3 separate regions of the Mus musculus genome follow, and regions 2 and 3 are each linked to region 1. Evidence: chromatin contacts called from public Hi-C data. All regions are on one chromosome and are shown on one strand. Each heading gives the region's core, a stretch centred on a gene start, on an enhancer-like site or on the middle of the called end of the contact. The rest is flanking DNA. Distances are from core to core; before and after follow the strand shown. Region 1 overlaps 6030407O03Rik (RIKEN cDNA 6030407O03 gene). Region 2 overlaps 6030407O03Rik (RIKEN cDNA 6030407O03 gene). Region 3 overlaps 6030407O03Rik (RIKEN cDNA 6030407O03 gene).

Region 1 (3,744 bases), core at 944-3,443:
CAAGGAACACTAGCCACTTGCTGGTAACCTAAAGAGTAAATTGGGTGAATTATTCCTGAGAGCTGTGAATAGAACAGGAACGAATACCAGAGCCTCTGCAAATTCCGATTAAGACCCTACTTTGCAGAAAACCATTCTCTTTCCATTTACTGAGCAGGTGCACATGACCAGCCTGATGCTGAGATCTGCCTCACAGTCTCCTCTGGGAATCACAACTCTGCAGTTTACAGAGCTCTGGGATCCCAGTCACCACAATGCTTTAAGTGCATTGGTTCTGCTGTAAAAATTATGGTAGTGTCCCAATACCCAGGTGTCTTCACAGGACCTCTCAGCTTTGAGCAGACACCTGGTTTGCTATTTTCTAGAAGGCAAAGTCTGTAAACCATCTTTAACTGAGTCCAGAAGACTTGAGTTTAGCTTCAGACTTTTCCCACTGGATGAAGAGTGTCCCGTGGGAGCCTGACCTACTGTCACAAAGCCTTATGGCTTCCCTCTTACAGAGCCCAACTCCCTGATGATTATCCTAGAGTTGGTCTTGCTGTGTCCCTCCTCTGTTATGTCACCGGTATAGGAACTAGACTGAGAGCCACGGAGCTACAGTGCTAAGGCCTACTAAGGAATCTGGGGAGGCAAGCTGTAAGTTGGTCATGGCTTTTGAGCAAGCCCTGGCAAGTGAGAGCCTGCATTCACACTTGTTCTTTCAGGTCTAATAAGCTACACGCTGGCTTTCTTAGCATCCCAGAATAGCATGCTGAGGCCGAGAGGCCAGCCTGTTTGATGTCCTGCTTTGGACATTTGCATGTCAAAGCAAGGAGGCTACTCGATTATGTGTCACGAATTACATTAAGTATCCTGTCTCTCTCTTAACTCAGCCCTGACAATTCCATCCCTGACCTTGACCACTGTGAAATCTCCACTGGGGAGCGGGGTGGGAGTGGGGGTGGACTGCAGGATTAAAATATTCCATTTGTGTTGTGGTTCTAACTGGTCTACCTCGGATTTTAGAGTTCAGTTCTTCCAGCCTCCTCAGAGAGCTTCAGTCTTAAAAATATCAAGGAAGGCAGAAAGAAAAAAGAAAACAAACAAACAAACAAAAAAAAAAACCAAGGAATGATTTAGGAGTCAGACAAGCCTTGATTTGAATGGTGATTTAACTACTTACTAGAGATTCCTTGCCAAGAGTCCTTAACTCTGCAGTTTCCACAGGTAGGAGGTGGAAGTACTATCTTCTGGACAGGATGCTCTGAATGTCGCCAAGAATAGAGCATTAATAAATAAATAAATAAATAAATAAATAAATAAATAAATAACTGTCATTATGGAAGTCTGGTGTTCTCCAAACAACCTTCCAGTTCTTTAGCCCTTCAAAGGCCAAAGCAGCTCGCTGAAACCCATTGCCCCAGATTGACCGACGAAATCCAAACTCAGATTATTTAACTCAGCTCATCCAGGCACACACTTCAGCGTTTATGCTCTTTCTCCAAATCCCCTCCCTCACAAAGACTCTCAAATACCCCCAGGAACTCTTCTTCCATGTGCTTCCCTCACCCCGAAATCCATTCCCTGATCAGTGAGCCCCCAGCCTGCTGGCCTCTGACTCTGTCTCCCCTTGTCTTTCCTTACTCCCCTCTCTGAATGCAGCACTGGCAGTCTGCCCTCCTCCTGTTTCCTTCTGCCCTTCTTCTTGGCAGTTGCCTAAAGTGTCTCTCACCATGAGAATCTCTTCTGGTCCTCTTCAAGATTATAATGCTTACTGCATTGTCACGTTTTGATACTTCTGTCTTTTTTTAGAGAGCTTGTCAATGTTTCTACCCTGCTCGAAAAGTTTTTCAGGGGGCCAGGGATTTTGAGGCACAACAATTTCTTTGAGGAAGTTTTACACTTATTTTAAGAGGATAATTTTTGATGACTTCTTTTTTGACACTGCTGTAGCTTAGGGTACAGAAACATGCCTGTGACACAATAAGTCATTGTAAAGTGATTTCATTCCGTAGGTATGAGAGTGCAGATGCAAAGGAGGATGCCTCCTACGTGGTGTGGGTGTGTGTGTTCCCCTTTTTTATACCTAAACTACTTCCCTTTGAGTTTAAGTTAAACATCTGAGAATAAATATAAACATTACTGATGTCTTACCACTAACTAGGAGTTGTAACCACTTAGTGGGATAAAATGCTACATTTTTAAAAATAAGATAAACAGCAGCTGTCCCACCAGCGAGCCCTCTGCTGGAAGGGTTTCTTTCCACCTTTGAGTTTTATGGTCCTGAGCATGCTTCCTGTCCAAGAGCAGTCATCAGCTATCTGGTGGCTTAACTCCAGCTTACGGATATTTTATTAAAAGCTGCATCCGGTTAGGCCTTCCAAAATGTCCAGCAAAAATGTCTCCCACTAAGGTAAGGAAATGAACAACAGTGTTCAAGTCTCAGAGGGATTACTCCACTCGGAGAGGACGCCAGCTGTTCTCTATCCTGTCTGAAGACACAGCAACAGCTAGACCTGCTGAGACCATGGCAGGCAAGATGCAAGTGGCCTGGGTAGAAAAGTGCACACAAGACAAAGCATTGTGAAACAGTGGCTTAAGGCGCAGATCACCAAGCCAAACAACCTAAACTCAATCACTAGGAGGGAAGAAAACCCACTCCAGCTAGTTCTCCTCTGACTTCCACACATGCCCCATGGCACGTTCACATGAACACATGTACACACGTACACACTAAATAGATGTAATTTGAGAGAGAGAGAGAGAGAGAGAGAGAGAGAGAGAGAGAGAGAACACATCGACTCACAGCACCAGCAAGTCTAAGTCACTTCAGGTTCCTGGTCATAATTTTTTCTTTTGTATTAGACAAGTTCCTTAAACTCAGTCTGCTTCCCTGTAATTATAAAGACAGAGGGCTGTTAGTTTCCTCTAAATGTGTTAGAGGATTAAATAAAATAATGTGGTCCAAGGCCTTGGATACATGAGTTTTCAATGTCACTATATTCCCCCGCACCCACGGAAGCAGTTGAAAAAAAGCAATCACTTCCTTTCCTCTAACTGCAAATAGACATCAAAGGCCCCCTCTGCCTCCCCCTCCCCTCCGTGATCCACCTGAAAGAGAAAGAGTTGGCATGCATTGTGGGTTACATCAAAACTCAGCCTTAGCTGGTCAAACAGATCTTTCCAGATCTCACTGGGAACAAGCATGCAGGCTCCACTTTCTTAGTAGCATGGTATGAAGTAATATAAAACAACTTAGGAGAGCTGGTTGTATATGCCCATCATGTTCAACCTCTTCAGAACTCCACACAGTATGACTGACAGACAGACAGACAAACAGACAGACAGACAGACACATATACACACATACACACACCACCAGAACAATGGTTCCCAACCCTCCTAATGCTTTGATCCCTTAATGCAGTCCCTCATGCTGTGATGACCCTACCCCCAACCATAAAATTATTTTTATTGCTACTTCATTACTGTAATTTTGCTACTGTTATGAATTATACATAAATATGTTTGGAGATAGAGGTTTGCCATAGGGGTCACAACCCACATGTTGAGAACAGTTGCACTAGGCTGTGTAACACTGTGTAGTGACGCTATAAATGAGTGGTGGATAGCCCTAAGCAGTGTAAGTCATCTATGAGCAGAGAGGCTGCCCCAGAGTTCTGGAGTCATAAGATTCTGGTGTAAGAGTCACTGCCAAAATGAAAATATTCTGAAGAGACACCTGGCTATTATAAATAAGGCTGC
Region 2 (4,141 bases), core at 295-2,794, 73 kb after region 1:
CTGAAAGTTGGAACTCTGCAGGACATCTAGTGCATGCAGACACACACACACACACACACACACACACACACACACATACACACACACACACACATACACACACAAAACACCTTGCAATGACATGTGAACGTGCTGCATTGAAGACACCTTCCTTTTACTGAAGGGATTCTCACAGTCTCAAAAAAAATGCTTTTATAGGCCCGTGAGGCTAAGTCACTTCATGCATCTAAACTGGCTTCTCCCTGCAGAATCTAGAAAGGCAGAGCCCTGTCATAGTCTGGGAAACCCCATGGTGAAATGAAATAGAGGCAATGAATCAACCAAATTAACCACTATTGAGTACAGGAGGTGTAGGTGGTATGTATGCTACACCTCTACTGAGCCATTCAAGTGCTGCTTAGCCTTCTAATTCTGGAGCTGACCAACCAGGGTGCAGGATTTCTTCATATTGTGTACAGAGGAAGGCCTCGTATGCAACCTGAAGCATAAATGTTCAACAACGTTGTACCAGTTAAATTGAGTTAAACTCCTCTGGTCCTGGGGGTGTTGGTCTCTGTAGGGAAAAATAGAGACACACTTCCAACACAGGCTTCCTCTGGGGAGCTATTCATCAGTGTTCTCTCTCAAAGAGGCCAAACAGTCTTACTTGGCCTCAGGATGGATGAAAGAAACACTCCTTGTTTTCACACCTCCTTCTCACTCAGCTGAATCACAGGAGAGAGAGCCGCAAGCATAACAGGTGGAACTAACTATCTAAGATGGCATCCTGCATTCCCCTCAGAAAAGAAGAAGTTGAGTTCAATCAGTTCGGAAAGCCGGGTTGTGAAGACCAGATGTCGGGAAATGGGGATCAAGCTGCGCCCAGAGAGGTACCACATTTATTTCCCTTGTTTAGTCTCTGCTCTATTTGGAGTTTCTGCCTAGAGGGTGACTGGGAGGGTTATGGTCTCTAAGATGTCCAAAGCCAGTCACTTCTGTGTATAGGTCACACAGGAGCAATGCTGGCATGGAGAATGTCTCCCCTGCCCTAAGCTGGCACCATTTGCTCCTATACTTGGCCTTCTTGACTCTCTTTCTGCCATCTGTGATTCATAGAGCCAATCATACCATCCTGTCACATGGGAGTTCCTCATTATGTTGGTCCATTTCCTTCTCCACTGGACTTCACTGTTTGGTTATTGTCCTAGTTAAAGTGTGTCTCCCAGATCTAAACATGCTGCTTCTGAAACTGCATCCCTCTCTGGTATCCAAAGAGCTGAAGCAAGACTTCCTGCAAATCATGATGAGGACAGGCACATACACAAATGTCTGCTGCCGTCCGAAGCTGGGACTGTGTAGGGGTGGCCATAGAGTCCCCGGGGGATGCGCATGTCATCCAGATCACTCCAGTGGCTTCCACCCCTCACCTTCCTCCTCTCCAAGGATGTCTTTTTGGGAGATGTTCTATGGGCCCTCATGCTGGACGGCCACCCCACAGCCTGGGAGGATTCTATTTCCAGCCACCTCTCTTGCACAAGTGGAGATCCGGCCAGCCCGATGGATTCTTGGGATGGGAAGCTCTGGGAGAGGCCAGATTGTTATCACTGTCAGATACAATTTCCTCCCCCGACACTGCCCTCCGCCAGCCCGCAGTGTCCATCTGTCTTGGAAACAGTAAGGTCCCGGCTGAGTATTTTTAGACAAGGCCTTTGTTGGTCTGGAGTTACTTCCCACCAGAGCTGTCAGCTCTGTCCACTCTTTCTCTTCTTGGTCTGTGGTAAGATCTCTAATGATCTGTTAAGCACATGCAGGGCTGAATGTCGTTAGAAAGGTGGAGATGCTGCCTGCCCTCCCTCCTCACCTCCTCCTGCAAGGGTGACTTTTCCTGTTTTGACTTGCTTCAGGTGTTTTGTTTTGTCTTCGCTTCCTGGTCTTTTTTATTGTCCTGTCACTATTTTGAAAAAAAGAAAAAGAAAAATGTGTCACTTCTCTCAACCCTCAAAAAAAAGTGTTATTTAAAGATTTCCTGTGGTGTGGGAAGTTGCACAGTGCTTATGACAGGTAAGTTTGGGAAGAAGAAATAACATGGAAGGCAAGGGGAACAAGCATAGCTCAGCGATAGCACTGATGCTCACCAATTGGTTACTAGGGACCGTTAAGTTCAACCATTGTTTTACAGATTGGGAAACGGAGGCACTATGAAGGAAACAGAAATCAAGGCTCAGCAAGTAAAACCAGGCATGCCACACTCATACTGGGCAAACTGAAGCATCACAAGCTCCAGCTTGCTATGGCGCCAAAGCATGAGAGTGAAGGCTTATGGGAAATGATGGGAACTTGAGAAGAAAGATCCTCTGGAAGAGGAGATGTGTTCTGGGTAGAAGAAGGGGGATTGGGGCTGGAAACCTATGATACAGAGCTGTACACGTGACTAGTCAGGGAAGAGAAGGGAGAGAGTGGACAAAAGAGGGGAAACTCCTACAGGGAGGGGAGCCCTTAGGAAGAGGCCAGGCGAAGGGCATAAGAAGAGGAGACTAGAGTATCTGCTCGTCAGAGGACTTCAGAACTCAGCCCTGCCTTATCGGGAACCCAGGAAAAGGTGCTTTAAATAGACACTCAGCAGACTGTGACCTGTGTCATTTGGCCAAACGGTTTTGGGAGTGGATTTTAAGTGTCCTGGAAAACAAGCTATGATATATGCCTGGTTCCAGACTATTTTTGGTTGATTTAAATCATGAAAATCTTGATGTTCGAGTCTATGTGAGTGGATGCTCTGGACAAAAACATTGAGCATGAAGCTGGCCCCAGGAGACTGGGAATGCTACCCTATTTGGCTACAATCCCACAGCAGGACAATGGGAGAGGTCTTCTGGCTTTCAGGCCTCAGTTTCCCCTCAAAGAGTATAAGATCTGCTTTATCACTTTTCAAGCTCTTTCCTTATTAGCATTGCCTTTGAATTAGTCAAGATCTGATGGCAGGTAGGCCAGAGTCCCTCTCTTCCAGGTGGCCATTTAAAGTTTTTATTTTCTAACATACATGGAAATGAAAATCTTCTATGGAGTATATAGACTCAAAGAACCTGGATTCAAAACCTTCCTCTACCGCAGACTAGTTCCATATCCTGGACAAATTGCTGAATCTCACTATACCCAGTTTCCCCATTATTAACTAGTGATGGTAACAGTATACACATCAGAAGTCATGAGCATTTGATGAACTAATAATCTCAAACTCTTACAACTCAATATACTAATAGGCAATATTATTAGCACATTTTCCTGCTTCCATCTAAAGTCATATCAGATATTCTGATACCACACTTGAGGAGACCACAAACTAAGGGGTAGATAGCAAACTGTCCTCGGGAAATGGAGAGCAGCATCATAAAGTAAATATGGAAAGGGGGTGAGGTGTGGCACTAGCTCTTACTTTTGCCCCCACTTCACGTTGAGTATTTGAAAACTTGCATTGTAAACTCCTTCCAACACTTCTGAGTCGGCAGGCCTGCGGGACCACACTGGACAGGAGAGCCTCTCTCTCTCTCACTGGAGTCAAGTGAACGAGGGCAATTGGGAGACTTGGGCTGCACATCCAACATGAGTCTCAGGACCACTAACTACTAACTCCATTCTTTAGTGTATATACCAACCCCCCCCCCCAAAAAAAAGGGTGTAGTGGTCCCTGGAGTGTCTACTGCCTCATACAATGCTGCCCCAGACCAAGTTCTTTCTCTGCGATATTACAGGAATATTTCTAAGCATGTAGCAAAAGTTTGACCATACACACATACACACACACACAAAAGGAAAAAAAACTCATATGAAGTCTCCATATTCTCCAGAACTTTGATCTGGATACTCAACCTGTGACTGAAGCTTAAGAGGGGTCACCTAGGCATCCACTTAGAGGCAATAGAGACATTTCTTCTTGACCCTTTTCCAAAGGACACAAAGAAGAACACCAACCATTTCCTCCAAGAATGCTACCAAGTGAACTGTTACCTAATCAATGGCTGTCCGTCTAGCTACTCATCCTCAGAAATGGTTCTTAGGAAAATGTTGACTTGTGGATCAACCCTGAACCCACAAAATCAGAGCTTCCACTAATGGGACCTGGGATTCTATAACAAGTCCCCTATATATATAGGTAATACTATAATTA
Region 3 (3,877 bases), core at 614-3,113, 100 kb after region 1:
GTTACTTTCCTCACTCAAATGAACTCATCCCTGCAGCTGCCACTTCTGTGAGTCTAAATTTTATCTACTCATCCCTCCCCACTTCTCTCCTGAACTCCCTGTACGGACATTCACATTTGAGCTGGTGTGACTCTTGGCTCTTCGCTAAGTCATCAGTTAGTGAGTCATAAGCTACCTTTATCTTGGGTTTTCATCATTATTTATAAAATAACAAATTGATAAGAGGTGGATACTGTGAGGCTAAAACTGAAACAAATGCAAAGCACCTCCTACGCTGCCCAACACACCACGGCAGGTAGCCAGTAGGTAGCCAGTAGGCAGAAGCACACAGACCTGCATATGTGCCTTAGCAAGCTGTAGTCAACAGAGATAACCATTAGCTATTTTCATGCCTTGTGATTTCAACTCACTCTGGGGAAGTGGAAGAAGGTTTGTCTTTGGTCCCTGAACCATTTTTAACTCAACACACAAGAATCACAGTCATCCTACAATGACAGTTGTGTGGGGCACCAGGGCAGGCTGCCTACCCTCAGCAAGGGAGACCTGAAGAGTCCTTGTTATTTCTCCACAGCTGTGGTCACAAACCTTGCATGAGAGTGTGTACCATCAGAATATCAGTAGACCCAGAAGGGAGCCAAAGCAAGCATATGCTCAGTCAAGACACTATTTGGTAGAAGGTATCAAAAAATATCCTTACCTCCAAACCCAGAGAGGTCATATCTACAAATGGTCACAATCACTGGATCCCAAAAGAAGCCAAATGACACCAGTTCAGCTCCCTTCTTCCTGTTAGCTGCCCATGATACATCTCCTCAAGAGAATGGAGACATTTTGGTCTCAAATAGTGACTATATACACACTATGTTGGCAAGGGGGGTGGTGGCAATGGAGGTGACCTTAACCCCCTTCTGCAACTGCCATGGAGGAGTACACAAAACCCTCTACTCCCTCTCCCAGAAGCTGGTGGCAATGTAGGCTGCACCAGTCATGCAAGGAATATCTGCATCTACTGAGCACCTCCAGCCTCTACCCTGTAACTCGCCTACTATCTCTGTGTCCCTTGGGAATCTTCCCTAGATGGCCTGAGGTGTCACCTGCAGCTAGAATGTCAGTAGGCTTGTCTGGCCCAACATACTTTGCACGGTCACTGTATCTGGAAACCTCAAGCCTGGGCAGAAAGCTGAACAGCCTGGCCTTGCAGACAAGGACAAAGGGTCTGCAGAGCCTGAGCATTCCAGTCTCCCACGTTCAGTGGAAGGCGGGGAAGAAAGGTCATTAATGCAGACGGTTTATGTTTTCCCAAGCCAGCATTCCTCACAAACAGCTGTGTTTATACAAAGCTAGAAGAAAAGGAGGGAGGGAGGGGGAGGAGAGAGAGAGAGAGAGAGAGAGAGAGAGAGAGAGAGAGAGAGAGAGAGAAGAGAAAGGACTGAGGATGTCCTGAGGATGACATCATTCTGTGTTGTCTGCCTTGGCTGGCTGGCTCCCACGGGAGAGAGAGGGCTGCAGCAGGCTGGTGAGTGGGGTTGGTACCAGGTAAGTATAAGCAACTTGGCAGTACCTGCACACAATTAGGAACAGCATTTCCCTGCTCTCCCCTCTATCCACCCCACCCCCAGCTTCCTAATATATTTATGCAGAAAACTCTTTTTCCTTGTACCAGCACCCACCCTCAGAAGAAGGTTAGATTCAGGACTCAGGTTCACTCTTTCTAATCTCTTCAGCAACTCCCCAACCCCAGAAGAAAAGCCTGACAGGAGGCAGGGTCATTAAAGTGAATTAAAATGCATCCAAGGGGAGATTAACCCCAAGCCATCCCCATAGCAAACAAAGGCCTCTTTCACACAGACTCCAGCTCTGTAAGCAGAGATTAGGGAACAAATTCTCAGAGCCTAGAGGTAGGAGACAGGCTAGCACTTAACCTCCCTGGCTAGACCTCAAGAACTCAACTTCTGCCTGAGTCAGAAGCTTCCGTCTGCAAGTGGAAGGGGGCTTCAGAGCAGGACCTGGACCCCTGCCTGAAATACTTCATTGAGAGCCAGGTGTGTCCTTAACACAATACAGATGTAATGAAATGTGACCCTTTCCTAGATTCCTGCAGGGTCTAAGGTAGGGGGTCCTCCACAGCCCCTCTCAACCTTCTCTGCAACCCTTTTATTGAGCACCGGCTTTGTGTCGGGCTGAGCCATGACAAAGACTTGACCAGGATAGGCATCTTGCTGTGGAGGATCAAATTGAGGAAGGCAGGTTGGCTGTGAGTAAAGTTCACTACAACACAGACCGAAAGATGTGGGAAGTCTAGTAAAGATAGTACAGATGACCCTTCATCTGGAAGGCTCAAAAGAACATCAGAGGAAACAGTGACCCACAAACAGTCTTAAAAGAGTAGATGTTCAACCTGGTAAAGTTAGGATGGTGATGGAGACAGAGAAAAGGGAAGACATTCCAAGCATAGGGTGTAGAATGACCAAAGGCATCAAAGATTGAAAGAGCACATTGACTTTCCCAAGAGGAGCAAAGCATCTCAGTAGGGATGTTGCAAAAGATAATGGGACTATGTGCTGGTGGGAGGGGCTATGTGCTGGTGGGAGGGGTTATGTGCTGGTGGGAGGGGCTATGTGCTGGTGGGAGGAGCTAGAAGAATGCACTTCAGTGCTGTGGGTGGATTTCAAGCAAGGCCCACTGCATAGTCAGATGTGCACTATAGGCCGGTTGTACTAGGAAGTACACGAGGCTAAAGGCACAGAGACCAGTCCAAAAGCAAGCTTTAGAACCCAAATAAGAGTCTGTAAGGGTTGGGTGTGAAGTAGTGGCAATACAGGAGATATTTCTTCATGTGGCATATTAAAGAAAGAAAAAATGGAGTCAACTGTCCTTACTTGGATTTGATGCAGGAGGGAAGGTGGCTCTAAGGCTTAGGGGCTGGAGAGATGTCATCCCAGTTCCCTAAGCAGGAATTTTAAGGAAAGGAAGCTGTTGAGAAGATGTCTGTCACCTCTCAAGTATTTTCTCAGGTCTTTTACTAGTATTTCTCATATCTGTCATGACTTCACCTGCCGGTTCTGTGCGGCTCCCACCAGCTTGGACCAAATGCTTTCTGGTTTAACTTTCTGCCTGAATGTTAACTGCTAGCCCCATCCCTGCACAGGGCTCCTCTGGTTGGGATGGTTGGTGTGCCTAAAAAGTCTAGTAGACCAGAGGGTCTCAGCCCGTGGGTCATGACCCTCTTTGGGGTTGCATTTCCTATATCCAGCATACCAGGTATTTACATTATAATTCATAGCAGTAGCAAAATTATAGGTATGAAGTAGTCATGAAATAATCATATGGTTAGGGTCATCACAGCCTGAGGAACTGTTTCAAAGGGTCTCAGCATTAGAAAGTTTGAGAGGCGGTGAAGTAGACTCTCGGGTACACAACCCAGATGATGAACGTCCACCTGGTAAAAGACTCCCTGTCTTTGTAAAGCACAAATCTAGGCCACTCACTAGCCCATGGCCATTTTGCAGTACTCTTTGTTGGGGCCCCCACCTTGCTAGTTTTCTGTTCCTTTTTCTAAGTTCCTCCTTAGGATCATTTTCCAAAATAAGTCATTCAACACATATGACAGTTGATTTTATGTGCCAGCTTGGCAGCCTTGGTGCCCCAATGTATGTTCAAATACTGTTCTGGGTGTGTTCTGTGAGGGTGTTTTCAGAAACATGTGAGTAGACACTGAGTAGCACAGATTGCTCTTATCATATTGATGGGTCTCATTGAGTCAACAGGAAAGCCAACTAAGTGAAAAGATTTGCCTCCCACCCACCAACAAAGGGGATTCTGAAGCAAGCAACATTCAGACTTGGGACTACAGCATCAGCTCCCCAGCCCTCACCAA

The links. Hi-C and Micro-C count contacts between places; a contact is called where the count stands out from the background.
Region 2: a contact with region 1 is called in a Hi-C map of uterus, with 1.9 times the contacts expected there. The contact joins two enhancer-like sites. A contact is called at or near these places in 6 of 484 Hi-C or Micro-C datasets (the HL-1 cell line, cerebellar granule neurons, embryonic stem cells and 2 more), 1 of 115 datasets of contacts at active chromatin or transcription factors (trophoblast stem cells) and 1 of 9 other capture datasets (embryonic stem cells).
Region 3: a Hi-C map of uterus shows a contact between it and region 1, with 2.5 times the contacts expected there. The contact joins two enhancer-like sites. A contact is called at or near these places in 5 of 484 Hi-C or Micro-C datasets (embryonic stem cells, liver, nephron progenitors and 1 more) and 3 of 115 datasets of contacts at active chromatin or transcription factors (embryonic stem cells, stem cell-derived neural progenitor cells and trophoblast stem cells).

The regions. Positions count from the first base shown.
Region 1 is chr1:73,642,163-73,645,906 of GRCm38.p6, forward strand. The region is part of intron 7 of 6030407O03Rik (RIKEN cDNA 6030407O03 gene); the gene reads right to left. Among named protein-coding and RNA genes, the nearest start is that of C530043A13Rik, 110 kb to the left of the region's middle. Within about 2 kb of position 2,194, at least 12 of the 459 cell types and tissues checked have an H3K27ac peak or open chromatin away from gene starts, as enhancers often do. A contact at or near this core is called in uterus, where this site is marked.
Region 2 is chr1:73,716,012-73,720,152 of GRCm38.p6, forward strand. All of the region lies in intron 6 of 6030407O03Rik (RIKEN cDNA 6030407O03 gene), which reads right to left. Among named protein-coding and RNA genes, the nearest start is that of Gm29183, 110 kb to the right of the region's middle. Within about 2 kb of position 1,545, at least 10 of the 459 cell types and tissues checked have an H3K27ac peak or open chromatin away from gene starts, as enhancers often do. A contact at or near this core is called in uterus, where this site is marked.
Region 3 is chr1:73,742,903-73,746,779 of GRCm38.p6, forward strand. The region is part of intron 6 of 6030407O03Rik (RIKEN cDNA 6030407O03 gene); the gene reads right to left. Among named protein-coding and RNA genes, the nearest start is that of Gm29183, 82 kb to the right of the region's middle. Within about 2 kb of position 1,864, at least 77 of the 459 cell types and tissues checked have an H3K27ac peak or open chromatin away from gene starts, as enhancers often do. A contact at or near this core is called in uterus, where this site is marked.